2 separate regions of the Sus scrofa genome follow, and region 2 is linked to region 1. Evidence: chromatin contacts called from public HiChIP or PLAC-seq data. All regions are on one chromosome and are shown on one strand. The core of a region is the stretch at or near the end of the contact, and the rest is flanking DNA. Distances in the headings are between cores, read along the strand shown.

Evidence for each region. HiChIP or PLAC-seq counts read pairs in DNA pulled down with a chosen protein or histone mark.
Region 2: a contact with region 1 is called in an H3K27ac HiChIP or PLAC-seq map of alveolar macrophages. The contact joins two enhancer-like sites. A contact is called at or near these places in 1 of 47 Hi-C or Micro-C datasets (embryonic fibroblasts) and 1 of 2 datasets of contacts at active chromatin or transcription factors (alveolar macrophages).

What each region holds. Positions count from the first base shown.
Region 1 is chr9:126,052,229-126,056,364 of Sscrofa11.1, reverse strand. The region is part of intron 5 of FAM129A (protein Niban-like); the gene reads left to right. Among named protein-coding and RNA genes, the nearest start is that of EDEM3, 71 kb to the right of the region's middle. Within about 2 kb of position 2,149, at least 10 of the 83 cell types and tissues checked have an H3K27ac peak or open chromatin away from gene starts, as enhancers often do. A contact at or near this core is called in alveolar macrophages, where this site is marked.
Region 2 is chr9:126,261,525-126,266,047 of Sscrofa11.1, reverse strand. All of the region lies in intron 1 of RNF2 (E3 ubiquitin-protein ligase RING2), which reads right to left. Among named protein-coding and RNA genes, the nearest start is that of SWT1, 83 kb to the left of the region's middle. Within about 2 kb of position 1,272, at least 5 of the 83 cell types and tissues checked have an H3K27ac peak or open chromatin away from gene starts, as enhancers often do. A contact at or near this core is called in alveolar macrophages, where this site is marked.

The DNA.
Region 1 (4,136 bases), core at 900-3,399:
AATGTTTGGTGAGTGAGTGAATATATGATAGAGATTAGGCCATTAGAAATAATAATTCTGGTTGGAAATTGATTTTTTTCAGTTCTACATCAGTCAATTATCACTTTTTTTCCTACTTATAAAATTTTTTGAATACACTGTATACGTTGCTTTTCCCCCAAATGTCCTTGTTCAGAATTTTCCCAGTTAGCCAGAATTATTTTCCATTAAATAAATAAATATTTGTTATTTCCCCTGCTATATTTTAGGAACCATAATAAGCATTGGGGATAAAGTGGGGATCAAGAATAAACCCATATCAATAGAATTGCTGTTTAAAAAAATGGAAGTGGGTATGTTTTCCTCCAAATAGCATGTAGGCAAAATATTTTTTAACCTAAAATACTGAGCTCTAACTTATAAAACATGTAGAGAGGTTAGTCAGGAGCCTAAAATAGATTTAATATTTGATACTTATATTTAAATTGAGAAGTCATTGAGCATATCTCTGAATATTCTAGATTTGTGGACTCAGTATTCGTAATTAGAAAGATAGGGGAATAAACCAGAAATAATTAGTACTCCCAATGCCTACTACTGGAGAGTAACAAACTTTTAAAGAATGAATTCTGCCAGTATAACCCAGTTTTCTTCAATAATGTAATGAAATAAACATTTATTTTAAATTTAGACATTTAATTGTGTCTTGCCTTATATACTTACCAGTCCGCTAGGAAGATGGCTCTAGATGAATACTTACACATTAATTTAATCAGAAACTGTATGAATTTACATTGATCAGGTCCACATTCATTTACTAGACAAATATTTACTGAGCATATACAATATGCCAAGCACATATTCTTGCACTATTCTAGGTACTCCAGATACAGCAATGAACAAAACAAAGATTCCTATTCTTATGACACTTATATTCTAGTTAGGGACCAATGGTGGAGACAGCAAATAAACCATAAACATAATAAATAAGCAAATTATATAACATGATAAAAGGTAATAAGTGCTATGGGAAAATAATAGAGTAGATTAAGAGGATTCAAGACTGCTGGAAGCCAGGGGGTGAGGGCAGTCTAAAATAAGGTTATACTACATGTGCACACAATTAAACAGGGGAAACTACACACAGCCTAAAACTTAAGAAATGTGGAGTTGCAGAGTGCCATCAAAGGAGATTCAAAAATTAGGTATGGTGCTGGAAAATAAAAACTGTTAAGGAAAATTAGAGATACTTGTATTACACAGCTTGAAAGAAAAGGTCTGAGAAGACACAATAACGACTTTCCAATGGTATTTCTAACTCCACCGAAGATGCTTAAAGAAAACAGATGGACAAACAACAACAACAAAAAATGCTACTTGTAGAAATGTTCTCAGTTGTAACCTGAGAAATGTAGGTCACCCATGAGGGAGAACTCTCTGAGGATGAGAACTCTAAAATGTGATGTACGGAAAGACTGAGGGAATGTCTTCTGAATGACCTGAACGGGGTGAGTTTTGATTGTAAATCCACCCATCAAGTGTGCTACCTAATAAATATTAGCCTTTAGTCTTATCAATAATGATCATAGGTCTGGAATAATTTATATGATGTTTCAGTTATTAAATAAATAAATACTGCCCTCCTAGTAGAGAAATTAACTAGAGATTAAAAGCCTATTCTAGTTACGATTTCATCATGTCTTCTTTAGTGGTAAAAATACCATTAAGAACTGTGAACACCGAATAGGTATTTATTTATAACCTCTAACTCTAACACATCAACGTAAAAAATATATGCAAGTGTCCTCCCTTCCCCCTCTCCACTACATGCATTCAGAAGCTCTGAAACTTACAATACAGGAATTGAGGTTTTTCTTTTCATTTCCTCTTTCTCTGTTTTATCATAAGGGAATGAGATCATTGGGCCAATTCTTGCAAAGAGTTCCATGGAATGAGTTAATTACATCACCTAATTCAAGTCTAAAGCAACCACTGCAATTGTTTACAGTAGGAACAGGAGGCACCTCCATCCATCAAGCGTTTTAGCTGTTTTTAATTTGGGGGAGCGCATAAGAGAGGGGTGAACAATTTTCTGCTATAAATATAGCAGATTGTTGTAAGGCTGTATCCTGTTTGGAAATGATCTCATCTAATATGTCCGTTAGTGGTTAGCCACTCTAAGCAGGACTATTATGATACCGCCTTGTTGTTAGAGAGCCCTCCAAGTTAAAGCCACAAGGATTCCTCACTGCCCATAGGGCAGGGTTTATGAGTGAGATATAATTGTCAAAGGTCTTCAACTCTAGCCTTAATCCATATAGAAACTTGTTGCAAGTCATCCTATTTCTTATTTTTGTGCATTGTTGTGATCCGAGGATTGTTCTAGTGGATGAACTGTGTTGTGTGTGTAATGATGAATTAGAGATAGTCAGATTTTTTCCTTCTTGATTGACCTAAAGTAGGAAAGATCTGAATACATCTTCTTTGTAATGACATTGCTTGAATTGGGTTCACATGTGCAGGGGCATGCTCTCTTTTATTGCCTCCTACCTCTGTCACCGCTCAGATAAATAGTGTAATTTAAACCATGGACATTTAGAGCTATGCAGTCTAATGTGGTAGCCACTAGCCACATATGGTTTCTGATCATTCGAAATGTAGATAGTTTGAAATGAAATGTGCTGAAAGTATAAAATACACACCAGATTTCAAAAAGAGTCCAAAAAAAAAAAAAGAATGTAAAACTACCTCATTAATAATTTTTCTATTGCTTACATATTTTAGATATATTGATTTAGATAAAATTTATTCTTGGAGTTTCCTGGTAGTCTAGTGGTTAAAGACTTGGCATTGTCACTGCTATGGCTTGGGTTCAATCCTTGACCCAGGAACTTTGGCATGCTGCAGGCAGTCACACACACACACACACACAAAAATTTTTTTTTAAATCTACACATATATATTACTTTTATTAAAATTAACTTTCTTTTTACTTTTATGATGTGGCTAGTATAAAATTTAAACTAGCATATGTGGCTTTCATTACATTTCCCCTGATTAGCGCTGGTCTAGAGTCTCTGCCCTACCACTTTCCCTTCTATTACCCTGCGGGAGGTCTTTAAAACCAGTATTGGTTACTTTCTGCAGCCCAAGGAAAGATCTGTTCCTGTGTGTGTGTATTTGAGTGTGTGTACATGCGAGTGCGTGTGTGGGTTTGATGGGGCTGGATAAGGAACAAAGGAAGGAAAGAGAAAGGAGCGGTTTTAACCAGCTTTGGTCTGAGATGTCCACCGCATGAAGTCAGGAAGGAGCGGGAGCAGAGCACGAGTTAATTCCCCATCAGGCAGCTTTGTTCTCTCATAGAAGGTGAATCACTGCGACATTAGGCTCATCTGAATTCAAATGTAAATACACACCTCGTACAGAAGCAAACAGGCTCAGAAATTATCATCGTCGTCGCTTTCCTTAGTCAACAGAGATAATTAAGAGCTGGATCTATGTCTCAATTGGTAGTTCTCATTTGGACAAAGGATGTAATGTGTTTTCTTCTTTAGCATTTTATAAAAGAGAAATTTCTGGCTGAGATAGAGTCTTTTAATGATTTTATAGTTTAGACACAAACACCCAAACCAAAATGATGGTGTTCCTGGAGAAGTAGACAATTTTGTAAATCACAGTGCTTTTGTTGTTCTATTACGAGATATCAGGCAGATTCTACTTTTTCAAGAAAAAAAATTTTTCTCTCTTCCTACATCCTTTTAGTCTTTAAAAAAAATTTTATTGAAGTATCATTGATTTACGCTGTTGTGCTGATTTCTTCTATGCAGCAGAGTGGTTCAATTATACAAATATATATTGCTTTTCATATTCTTTTCTATTATGGCTTATCACAGGATATTGAGTAGAGTTCCCTGTGCTATACAGTAGGACTTTGTTGTCTATCCTATATATTATAATTTGCATCTACTAATCCCAGGCTACCAATCCTTCTCTCCCCCTCCTTCTCTCCCCCTTGACAACCACAAGTCTATTCTCTATGTCTGTGAGTCTGTTTCATAGATATGTTCATTTGTGTCATATTTTAGATTCCACATATAAGTGATCTCATATGGTATTTGACTTTTTCTTTCTGACTGGCCTCAATTAGTATGAGAATC
Region 2 (4,523 bases), core at 23-2,522, 210 kb before region 1:
GCTCAGTGGGTTAAGGATCCGGCGTTGCCGTGAGCTGTGGTGAAGGTCGCAGACCTGGCTCGGATCGCGCGTTGCTGTGGCTCTGGCATAGGCCGGCAGTTACAGCTCCAATTCGACCCCTAGCTTGGGAACCTCCATATGCCACGGGAAGCGGCCCTAGAAAAGGCAGAAAGACCAAAAAAAAAAAGTGAACTACCTTTAAATACAGATGGTCAGCTTTCCATCTACAGCTTCCTGAAGATACAAGTGCCACTACTTCTACCATAAATCCTACATAACACATATTGACTCCATCAGAGAATTAAAACTACTTGGATAGGAGGAATTTCTAAGAATTCCAAATCCTAACCCACGTCCCAACCTACCACTATTACTCTGGGGTCAGCTATAAACAGAACACTCCTTTCACCTGTCTCGAGAAAGCTTTCTCAGCAAATTAATAAGAACTTTCAAAAAATTCTCCTAGAATTTTCTAGAGATAAAGTTATCCTGGATATAACCAAATTATACCTGCTTTGGATAGTTGTATACCTGTGGAAACTCAGATTCAGGAAGAAATTTGCAACTTAGTTGTAGTTCCAGAATTTCATGGTATCATCTGCAACACTAAGATCTACATGATTCTCCTTCTTTTTTTTTTTTCTTTGCTTTTTAGGGCCACACTCATGGCATGTGGAAATTCCCAGGCTAGGGGTCCAATTGGAGCTAGAGCTGCCGGCCTAAGCCACAGCCAGAGCAATGCAGGATCTGGGCCACGTCTGCAACCTACACCACAGCTCACAGCAATGCCAGATCCTTAAAACCCAGGAATCGAACCCGCAAACTCATGGTTCCTAATTGAATCCGTTTCCTCTGCACCACAATGGGAACTCCCCAGATCTACATGATTCTTAAAAGTTTTCCAGTCTCACTGTTTAAATCTGTATTGCAGCCAATCACATGTTCCCTAGTAACTAGATAAGATATATGCTACTGCATGGATGCTATCTTACCAGATAATATACTGAGATCAAAAAAAAAAAAAAAATGATACAATCTTGCTGATCACCAAAACCTTGGTGACCTCGATTTTTGAGAACATTTCAGCGGTGTAGGTAGATATGAACAATATTTAGTGACCTCTCCTGTGACCTTGACCAGGAGGGTCAAAAGGAGATCTAAGAATGAAAAATTCCATTTTTTTGGTTTGTTTTTGTCTCAAGACACAATCCACATATACAGAGAAATCTGTAATGTCTACTTTGGCCTAAAGCACATGATCTGCATGTATTTAAGAAGCTCAAATTGCCACTTTTGGCAGTTACTGAACAGATAAGCTCTCCAGAATTAGTTCCTCTTTGCTTTAGGTCAACACATTGTTTTACTGACATTTAACCTAAATTCTACCCTTCCCTCAAATCAAAAAAACATTTTCCCTTCTTCGATTTAGTGAGAAACTGTATTTCTACCTGTACCTCATTTTTGCCCAAACCAAGAATGTGAAGGACATTTACCTTTTTTTCAGATGGGAATGAATTTTGATTTTGATGACTAGTATTTGAGAGTCATCTACGTACTCATACTACTAATACACAGGTATTAATTATAACCTGAAGGGCCGGAGAGTAGAGCCAAAACTCTAAACAAAGGTGGTAAATGAGGTGTCAAAACAATTTTAGGGATTCTTTCCAGCAACAGAAATGTGCTTCCCAGTTGACTACTGCCTGAAGATACTTGCAGCACAAGAGAAAGAAGATCTAGGTCTACCTGTAGTCCAAGCCCTAGTTTTTAACACCTAAATTATACTTCTGAATAAAAGAGATACCCAACAAAACAGAAATAGTTCTTGTACAAAAGAGGCACTCAAATGTGTGGAGAGGATGTTATTAGCACTACAATTTGGACAAAGTAACTTTAATAGCAGTGTCAGAAACAAAAATAAATCTTGAGGAAAGATCTTGCCATAGGTAGATTTTCAAAGCTCACAGCTTCAATAACTGAAGGGGAACTATCAACATGATATTCAGAATGCTCTTTTAGGAACCACAAACACCTGGCATTCACGCTGACTTCCCGCATCATCACACATGGGAGATCACCAAGTTCCTCTGCAGAGGCTCAATGTGGTTTCAAACGCTTTTTCAATACAACATTCCTCAGTAAGCGATCACCCATAAAGCAAAGGATACAGCAGGCAAAAGAGACGAAAACTCCTATTCATTCTACACAAAAAGATTTAGGAAGTTTATCTTTTCTAAAACAAGAAAAAGGTTAGACTTTCATTTCCAGTTCTGCATGTAAGTTACCACTCTGCCCTAACAAGTAAAAAGCTGAACAGACCAAAAAAATAACTCTTCTGGGATCCACATAAAAGGGGGGTACACAAGGCAAACCACTGCCGCAAGATTGGAGAGACAGAATACAGGGAATCTCAATATACCAGAGCAGACTCAGGAGCAAAAACCTCAGCAGGAACCAGTGTCAGGTAGGAAACTCTGAAATTACAACTGCAAATTTGTTGAAGGTGGCTCAATGTGGATAAATCTGAGAATTAAAAACTCCAGGCAGACCCAGTCACAGGGTAGCCCCCGCAGTATTGTGAAATCTACCTCCAATCGCCCAACCAGATTCCCAGCATAATTAACAGAGAAAAATCCCCTCCTACACTCAGCAGAGGGAGGGGAAAGGAACCAGTTTTAAATATGCCAGAGCACTCCAGTCCTTTTAACAAGGCCTGCCCTCAGGGAAAACAAGTTAACCAAAACCTAACCTTCTAGGATATTATGAGAACCTAAGTGACTTGGGTAAGGGAATACCCAACTCTGATCATTCTGTCCCACATAAAGGGGGTTAGAAAAATCTAAGAACCACTTGTGAAGTTCAGAGCCCAGAGGTATAGGCTCTGAGACCAATTACTGGACTACATAATCCTTCCCCTCCCCCCATACACCTCACTGCCACATCATTAAAAGCCTTTCTGCAGCAGTTCCTTTTACCTAGTACATCATGTCAGGCTATCTAGAAAAAATTACAAGGCATACCAAAAGGCAAAAGCACAATTTGAGAGACAAAGCAAGTATCAGAATCAGACATGGCAGGGATATTGGAATCATAAGACTGGTAATTTAAAACAACCATGAATAATATGTTAAGGGAGCTAATGGATAAAGTAAACGGCATATAAGAACAGATGAGAGTGTGAGCAGAAAGAGTGAAATCCTAAGAAAGAACCAAAAAGAAATCAGAGCTTGAAACCACAGTAACCAACATAAAGAATGCCTTTGGTGGGGCTTGTTAGCAGCCTGGGTACGGCTAAAGAAAGTTATCTCTGAGTGAGAGGATGTATCAATAGAACCCCCAAAACTGAAACGCAAAAAGAACAGAAAAATAGAACAGAATATCCAAGGACTGGGCAATAACTACAAAAGATGGAATATACTTGTAATAAGAATACTAGAAGTGGAAAGAAAGGAAGAGAAAACATATCTGTAACACTAATGGCTGCGAATGACCCCAAATTAACATCAACTATCAAATCACATATCTGGGGAGCTTAGAGAATACCCAGCAGAATAAATGCCAAAAATCACACCTCAACATACTGTTTTCCAACTATAGAAATTCAAAGATAATAAAAGAATTTTGGAAGAAGGAAAGGAAAAGGAAAAAAAAAGTTACACTCGCTTGAATAGCAAAAAAAGGAGATGCAGAGTACAAAGTATTTTCTGTGCTTTCGACTTAGCTGTACTTCTGCTTACATGTCTATCCCAATGGCTTAAATAATGTGATATATTTTAATATTTTCTCCTACACCTAGAAGTGAGCTGGTTTTTCAATAAAAGTTAAGTGAGTGAGGGAAGGCATTTAGAAAGGGAAAAAAAAAAAATGAACCTTAAATAATAAATAAAAGTAAAGAATTACTGCTTACTAATGCTGATCTTGTATGATTTAACTAGGGATCTTCAAAGCAGGGTATGCATATGTACTCCTGAGCTACACAAAAGCTTTCCAAGGGACTAAGGGACTTAGTAATTTGAAAGGAATTTAATTTGCAGATTATCAGTTTTTCTGAAATATTTTTACTAAAACTGATCTGCCTGACAAAAGGCCTGTATATCTGGTTAGGTTCCTCTTCCTGTCCCTATCCTTTCATTAGATTACACATCATTCACTCAGTCATTCAAATACTGATATTTATTGTACTCATGCACTATATAAGATGCTAAGAATAACAGCAATAAGCACAATGAGTATGCATACAATAAATTAAAAATTCTTAAGTCCAACATACAAGACACCTGAAAGTGCATTAGGTTAGATTATCAAGAAGAGAAAAGGAATGGAAAACAGTATTGGAGGTGCCTCAGAAAAATAAATATAGAACTACCATATGATCCAGCAATCACACTCTTGGGCATATATCCAGACAAAATTTTCCTTGAAAAAGATACATGCACCCATATGTTCACTGCAGCACTATTCATAATAGCCAAGGCACAGAAATAACCTAAATGTCCATTGACAGATGAATGGATTAAGAAAAT